2 separate regions of the Sus scrofa genome follow, and region 2 is linked to region 1. The links are chromatin contacts, called in public promoter capture Hi-C maps. All regions are on one chromosome and are shown on one strand. Each heading gives the region's core, a stretch centred on a gene start, on an enhancer-like site or on the middle of the called end of the contact. The rest is flanking DNA. Distances are from core to core; before and after follow the strand shown.

Region 1 (3,656 bases), core at 748-3,247:
TTGCTGTGGCTGTGGCATAGGCTGGTGGCTACAGCTCCTATTCGACCCCTAGCCTGGGAACTTCCATAGCCATGAATGCAGCCTTAAAAAGACAAAAAAAAAAAAAAAAAAAAAAAAAAAAAAGGAAGAAAGAAAGAAAGAGCCAAAGTATGAAAGAGCATATCAGGAACTTTGATTACTTCAATGTTAATAAAGTGGTGTAAAGTGAGTAACGGTAATGGGTTTAGCAGATTAGGCTGTAAGGAAGAGGCTGAATATCACATTAAGAAATTTCGCTATGTGGGAAAGGAATCTGAAAGAGAATGGCTGTTTGTACATGTATAACTGAATCACTCAGTTGTACAACAGTAATTATCACAACCTTGTGAATCAACAATACCTCAATAAAGCTTAAAAAAAAAAAAAAGAAAAAAAGAAATTTGGAGTTCCCATTGTGGCTCAGTGGGTTACAAACCCAATTAGTATCCATGAGGGTGTGGGTTCAATCCCTGGCCTTGCTCAGTGGGTTGGGGAATCTGGAGATGCCATGACCTGTGGTGGAGGTCACAGAAGCAGCTCAGATCCTGAGCTGTTGACGCTGTTGTGTAGGCAGGCAGCTCCAGCTCCCCAATTCAACCCCTAGCTCGGGAACTTCCATATGTCACATGTGTGACCCTGAAAAGCAAAAAAAAAAAAAAAAAAAGGAAAAAGAAATTTGGATTTCATCTTGAAGGTGAATTAAAATAATGACATAATCATTTTTTTATTTTTTAGAATATTTTGGAGGCAACAGTGAAGGTAGGTTAGAAAAGAAAGACTGGGAACAGAGAAAATTAAGGAGGACCTACTAGTCACTTATGATGGAACATGAAAATGTGAAAAAAAGAATGTATATGTGTATGTGTGACTGGGCCACCTTGCTGTACAGTAGAAAACTGACAAAACACTGTAAACCAGCTATAATGGAAAAGGTAAAAATCATTAAAAAAAAAAAATTAAGGAGGACCTGAACGTGGGGATGGGGATGCAAAGGAGAGGGCACAGAGAAATAAAGTAATTAGACAATAGGAGGGGTGTGTATAAGGATTCTGTGGTTTGTACAGCGGAGAAAGGCCAGGGGAAGTGCTAACCCGCCCGCCTCGCCGGGAGAGCGCCCCACATTCTTCAAAAATTTCCTCTTAGGATTTTCACCACAATTCCAAAGTCTAAACTTGGAAACTCTACAATAAAGAACCATTCCGCAGGTTTCTTTCCCCTATGGCTTCATTAGAAAATTTGAAAACTTCTGACGTTTTTCAACATATTAAGCCATTGCACACCTCGAAGTGACACACTAGACAGAACCTTCTCAGACTAGGGGAGCCTAGGGGGTTGAAGGTGGGGAGGGGCTATAGGCCGAGAAAAAGACCGACCCAAGGTTTTAGGAGCATCACCTATTCAGCTTGCCTGGAGTTGGCCACAGGAATGCCCTTCCCTTGAAGAACCGGGAAGCGTTCGGTGGTAGATGGCTGATCCTCCGCCCCTCACCGCTTATGTAAGGGGATGAACAACACTTTGGTTCCTCCACCCTTTTCCAGCCTCCTAACTTTTCCTCCTAACCATTTCCAAGCCATTTACACTTTCCCCGAAACCATTACTGCGCTTCACCCTTGCTCCCACCTAACCTTAACCACCTTCAGCAAACCCCAACTCCAGCGCTAGGCTGTAACTAGGTATAGTAACCAGGAAACCCGGGCGTGTGGAACTGCATCTCGGGACAAGAAGTCCTAAAAAAAAGAGAAAGCGTTGGAAAACTACAGTTCCCAGAAAAGACTTCTACTTCCTCCCTTTCCCTCGTGAGGCCCCCCCCTCAACCCCACCCCCTTTGAAAGACCCTCTTGGCCACGTCAACTAGAGGGAGAAAGCTTTTTAAAAACAATTTTTGAGTTGTTTAAGTCTACTACTTAGAGAGCACTCTGGAGGTTAAAATAAAAAGTAAGCCAGGCTAGAAAAGAGAAGCTAGGTCACGACTTGGTCTGGCATGTGGTTGGACAGCCGCTACGACAGCGCTCAGGCATTGCATGGACGCCTAGGAGGCGGGGCCTTGGGGGACGTCGGGAAAGCCTTGGACCGTCGGAGCGCCCTTCCTTTCGGATCCGCCATCTGTGGTGAGTGTGTGCTCTAGGTCTTTCTCCGCCCCGGGGCCCGCTGTAGCCCTTCTTTGTACCCAAATCTCACTCATTTTCTTCTTTTCCTCACGCTCAGGTGGAACCGCCGCCAAGATGCAGATATTCGTGAAGACGCTGACGGGCAAGACCATCACTCTCGAGGTACGTGCGAGGCAGAGGCAGAAGGCACGGCCTGAAGGAGGGGGGCTTGAGGCGGATTTCGGCACTCGCGCTGTATTCTGCTTTGCAGTACGTTTCCGAGCCTGCCCTCTGAAACCTGGCTTTGAAGTGAGCGTTGTTACTGCTGAGCAAGGGCTTAGGGCAGGTTTTCGGTAAAAGGTCCGAGCCTGTCACCTCGTCCCGGCCAGGTAGCTGAAGCCGGGTTGGCGTGGCGGGAGGGAGGCGTCCCCCGCAGCTCCGCGCGAGCACGTGTGGCTCGGCTGCCACCGCCGTGGCCCGGGCTGGGGGAGGAAGTGTGCGTGCCTGGGAGCCCGCCCAGTGTAGAGAAATCAAGAGGCGTGGGTGACTTCAGTCCCCAGAGGCTGCGTACCTGAGCAAGCTTCAAGTTGAATTGAGCGTTTATTTTAGTTTCTTTTGTGTTACTAATATACTTGCATTTCAAAACTTATAGGTCGAACCCTCGGATACAATAGAAAATGTAAAGGCTAAGATCCAGGATAAGGAAGGTAATTTTTTAAAACTAATCTCAATATGGATTAATATAATCATTTTAAAACTCATCTGTAGAGGCTCAGGCCATTAGACATAAATGCTTTTGGTGGGGTGGAAGAGGTCAGGTTGACAAAAACGCTTTTGAACTAAGACAGTAGACAAATGTTTTGGCATGGGGCTAAGCTGCAGTACCTTCACAAGTGTGAGTTTAGATGAACTAGTTAATTTACATCTGTTATCAGCTATAAAATGATCATGTTAACCCGTATTAAGATTAAATAAGATAAAATTAAACATTTACTTTAGACATTGTCTGTAGCAAAAACCACTGATGACTATTAGTACCATTTATTTGATTCAGGATTGTAAATCTTGAGCAGATATGCTTGATTTGCAATCACTTAATTTTATTTATTTATTTTAATCTAATTAGGGATTCCTCCTGACCAGCAAAGACTGATCTTTGCTGGCAAGCAACTGGAAGATGGACGTACTTTGTCTGACTACAACATTCAAAAGGTCTGTATGGCAGAAAGAACAGGTCTTAGTTTGGAAATTTTGACCAATAACAAAAGTGAGAAGAATAGCATTAGATTAGAGTAGGTTCCCAGGTGCTTCCTACACTGACAATTGAGAAATGCTGCTACAGTCTGACATTTTGGGTTTTGCATGTTGTATCACAGTGTAATTTAAAGTATTCCTTAATCTTTCTATAAACTAATAGTTTATATAGAAATCAGATATCTTTTTTTCCTGAGACTCCATCTGTGAGTATATTTATGTCACATCCAGTTAGAAGATGCATGATGTTGGTTGTCCGTTTTCAATGGAGCAATAGCATTGATAGAATAATTTTTA
Region 2 (3,656 bases), core at 706-3,205, 220 kb before region 1:
AGAAAAAACTCATTCCATGGCAGCTTCAGCTTCTCACTGATTTCCATTTATGCTGTAATCTATAATCTACAACATTAAAATTAGCTGCTGATAAAGAGAATACTAAAATAAACCTTAACCAATGAATCAGAAAGAGTCTTTCCAAGCAAAAAAAGCCAAAGACAAGCATTAAAAAAAAAAAAAAAAAAATCAAGCCACTTCACTTACAAAGTGAGCCTCCCCAGAGATATTTAAGAGTAAATTTGATTTTATATTTAGTATCTAAAAATAATCAAAATAAATCTTTGGTATAATATGCACTATACTGGATCTTAATTTCTCCAGTCTCAAAATATCCTTAAATTAGTTGAGTACATAAAGAATTTAAGATGTTATTAAATGGACTAAGGTTCAAATTACAAATACAGAGCCTAAAAAGTTGCAGAATAGGCCCAGATGTGACTTTTCGCCTATTTTTTAAAGCCTATATTCCCTGTATTGTTAGCACTACTATCATTTTTACTAATCAAAAACTAGTGTAGCAATTCACCTTTCACTTTGTAATGCTAATGGTCAGAAAGATGAAGAAATAAAAATCCTTCTCTTCATTAAATTCACACATAAAAAACCATAGAGATAAAAATCCAAAGACGTATTATTTTCTGTTCTTTAAATTGTAACTATAAAAGCTTTCCAATGTCTCAATATGAACAAGATTAAGCTCATGTTTTCCCCACAATACTTTATTGAACAAATTTTTAAAAGAATACTGTAAAGGTTACTGTAATTAGCTCCACAGATTGCTTTTAGAAACATTATCACCAACCCTGCTAAAATTCTGCTATAGAAATAAATAATGTTTTAAATTATAAAACTTGAACATGGCCAAAAAAAAAAAAACTGCTTGTGTGGAATGTCTAGTTGGACTACTTAAAAATAGCTCTAATAATTTTTAAGACAATTTATTGTAACGCCAGGTATACAGTCTACTACCTTCCCTTTTTCTTAAAATGGCACATTTAACCACTGACATAATAAAATATTTTTTAAATATTCATTACACTTATGCGCTTAAATTCTTACACAATCCCGATCCACTGAGACTTGAAAGGATCTGGGCTTTCAAGGGGGAGGAAAAGGGATCAAGATCACTGATTGGTTATTACAAGGACAAGGGTTAGTGACTTAAATATAGACACACATTTAAAACTACCATGTATACATTTTAACCATTTTAAGATATACAAAATTATAATCTAATTAAAAGGCCACTGGTAGTAACTTCAAAGATTTAATAATAAGATTTCCAAAGAAGAAAACGAGCTTATTGTAAATGCAAGATCTTGCTACCTACAGACCTTTGGATAGAATTTCAACCATTCCGAGAGTCAGCTTTTTAAAAAAATAGTCACAGAAAATATGTCATTATGAAATACAAAGATGGAAATGTAGATTCATCACACCAAAGTGACCAACAAATGAAATATGTTAAAACTAAACAGTTTACAATGTGCAATATTAAAGAATAGAACCTAATCAAAGATCGGAATGCAGAGACTAAATCAAATGCCAGTGAAACAGAACAGCATGACATTTTCTCATACATAACCAAATGCAAAAACATTTGAAATAGCTCTTTTAACTCTTTACTCTTAAACCTTCCACAGGCTTCATTTGCAATCCAAAATATATCTAAATGGCAAAGCTTATTCATAGAAATATTTTGTTGGTTACATAAAAAAAACTGAATAAAGGTTAAAAAGCAGATATACCCTTGTCCTTCCAATTTTTCTTCTGACCGTCCATCTCTTGTCACGATCTGCCCTCCAGATGCAATTATCAATTATGCATACCAACAGAAAAGCTGTAACTGCAAAAATCTACCCCCTGAGACATGAAATATGTTTCCTCAACCGAAGTCTGCAGTCTCCTCTGCTGCACAACTGCAGTCACCTGACGCCTTCTGGGTGTGGAGCAGTCTGACGCAGTGCAATCTGTAACTAGGCTACTAATACTCAGGCACTACCGCCTTCTATCTGTTTATTGTTCTAGTCTTTTGCTTGTTGCTCAGACCAAACAAAGCTACTTTTGCAGGGGGAGGGGCAAGCTACCAAAAGAAAGAAAAGGGGGTTGTTCTGGCAGAGTTAAGCATTGTATATACTTGAAATACACTTCAAGCCATGTGCAGTTTTTTTTTTGTTTTTTTTTTTTGACAGGGGAATTTACTGATGGTTTTCAGCTTCATTTAAAACTTTAAAATCAATAGTTACCTGATAAGATAAAAATGGACTGATCCAAAGAAGGGTAATAACTTAAATTTCAAGTCTGGTAAATGCTGAGTCTCTTACTTGCTTCTAAATAATCAGCATTTTGCACCCTTATAAGGAAGGGCATGACAGGAGAATCATGAAGTCAAATTATTAATATTTATTGAATATATGTTAAATTTCAATAGAAAAAAATTATATTCAATTTTAGCAGTTGAATACATATTTCTAACGTAATATTATTTTTTTCTTCTGTTACAACTATGGAAATCCAGAGACTTGCAAATATATACTTATTCTTATCACCTGCTCCAACTCAATCTTTCAATAAATATCTATTAGACACCACTGCAGGTACTATTAATAGACTTGGCTTGAGGAGAAATATTCATGTGCTAATTATATCATTTGCTTTGGGAAAAGGATATAATAACAAGCTAAAATTTTACTGATAAATACAAAGACAAATCCATAAAGAATTCCTGAAATTTTTGTTCAAATTTATGAAACTGGCATTCATTCCAGTGCAAAATATTAAGTCTTTACTAATGTTTCACAACTGGTTTAACTGATGGTTTACTGGTTTAATCATTAATCATTAAGCAGAAACATATAATGACAAATCAGCGAAAATATCTTCAAATGTGCGATATATTGAAGTATCATAAGATATGCAGCCTAAGGACGAAAGTACATACTTCGTAAGACTATACAGGTACACTTGAAATAGGTATAGTATTTTTTGGAACTTCCCATAAAACTGTGTAGGCTGCAAAACTCTGCAAAATCCTTCATATCAGAAGCAGCCTGAATATCAAGGGACTCAGTTCTTTGCCTCTATGCCTAAATGCAAACATAAATAAAGCGGAGCAATTTTTAAAGAGCGTCTAGTATTCTCAGTTCAAAAGTTAATATTTAACTTTATTCACTGAACCCCTGCAAAATGTGGTATTTGAGAACACTGTCACCAACTCATATCATGGCTGAGAATGTCTGGCCTCTCCATGCAACAGTTAGAAATCCCAAACTAGGCAGTAAATACATAATATTTCCAAAACAGTATTTCCTAATAATGAATCCCTTAAGGCTGAAGGCCAATAAATACTTTAGCATTAGAATAACACACTCAAAAACAGCACCCAAACACTGTTTTCAAATCAGAGATTACTACACTAATAAAAGGGGGGTGGGAGGAGATTTCTTGAAGCAAAGGTATTACCATTCATGTTATTCACATTTTCTGGTACTGGACTAGGTTCAATAATTTTTAAAAATCATCTGAGCGAATAAGAATGTGTAAATTCATTTACCTAAACACTAAATATACTTAATAGCTCCCCTGGCAGATTAAAAAGTCAAACTAGGAGCCCTGAAATTTAATCTTATATATAGCAATATCTAATTTTTTTA

What was found. Promoter capture Hi-C pulls out the DNA fragments that hold promoters and counts their contacts.
Region 2: a contact with region 1 is called in a promoter capture Hi-C map of fetal liver, with 3 times the contacts expected there. The contact joins the promoter of RTN4 here to the promoter of CLHC1 in region 1. A contact is called at or near these places in 2 of 5 promoter capture datasets (fetal liver and liver), 2 of 47 Hi-C or Micro-C datasets (embryonic fibroblasts and liver) and 1 of 2 datasets of contacts at active chromatin or transcription factors (alveolar macrophages).

What each region holds. Positions count from the first base shown.
Region 1 is chr3:85,990,648-85,994,303 of Sscrofa11.1, reverse strand. CLHC1 (clathrin heavy chain linker domain-containing protein 1) reads right to left here and starts at 1,997. Exons shown (of 10, transcript XM_021087534.1): 1 at 1,392-1,997. RPS27A (ubiquitin-40S ribosomal protein S27a) reads left to right here and starts at 2,047. Exons shown (of 6, transcript XM_003125136.5): 1 at 2,047-2,126; 2 at 2,224-2,288; 3 at 2,758-2,812; 4 at 3,232-3,317. The coding sequence starts at 2,241.
Region 2 is chr3:86,214,134-86,217,789 of Sscrofa11.1, reverse strand. RTN4 (reticulon 4) reads right to left here and starts at 1,955. Exons shown (of 7, transcript NM_001129963.1): 1 at 1,752-1,955. The coding sequence starts at 1,785.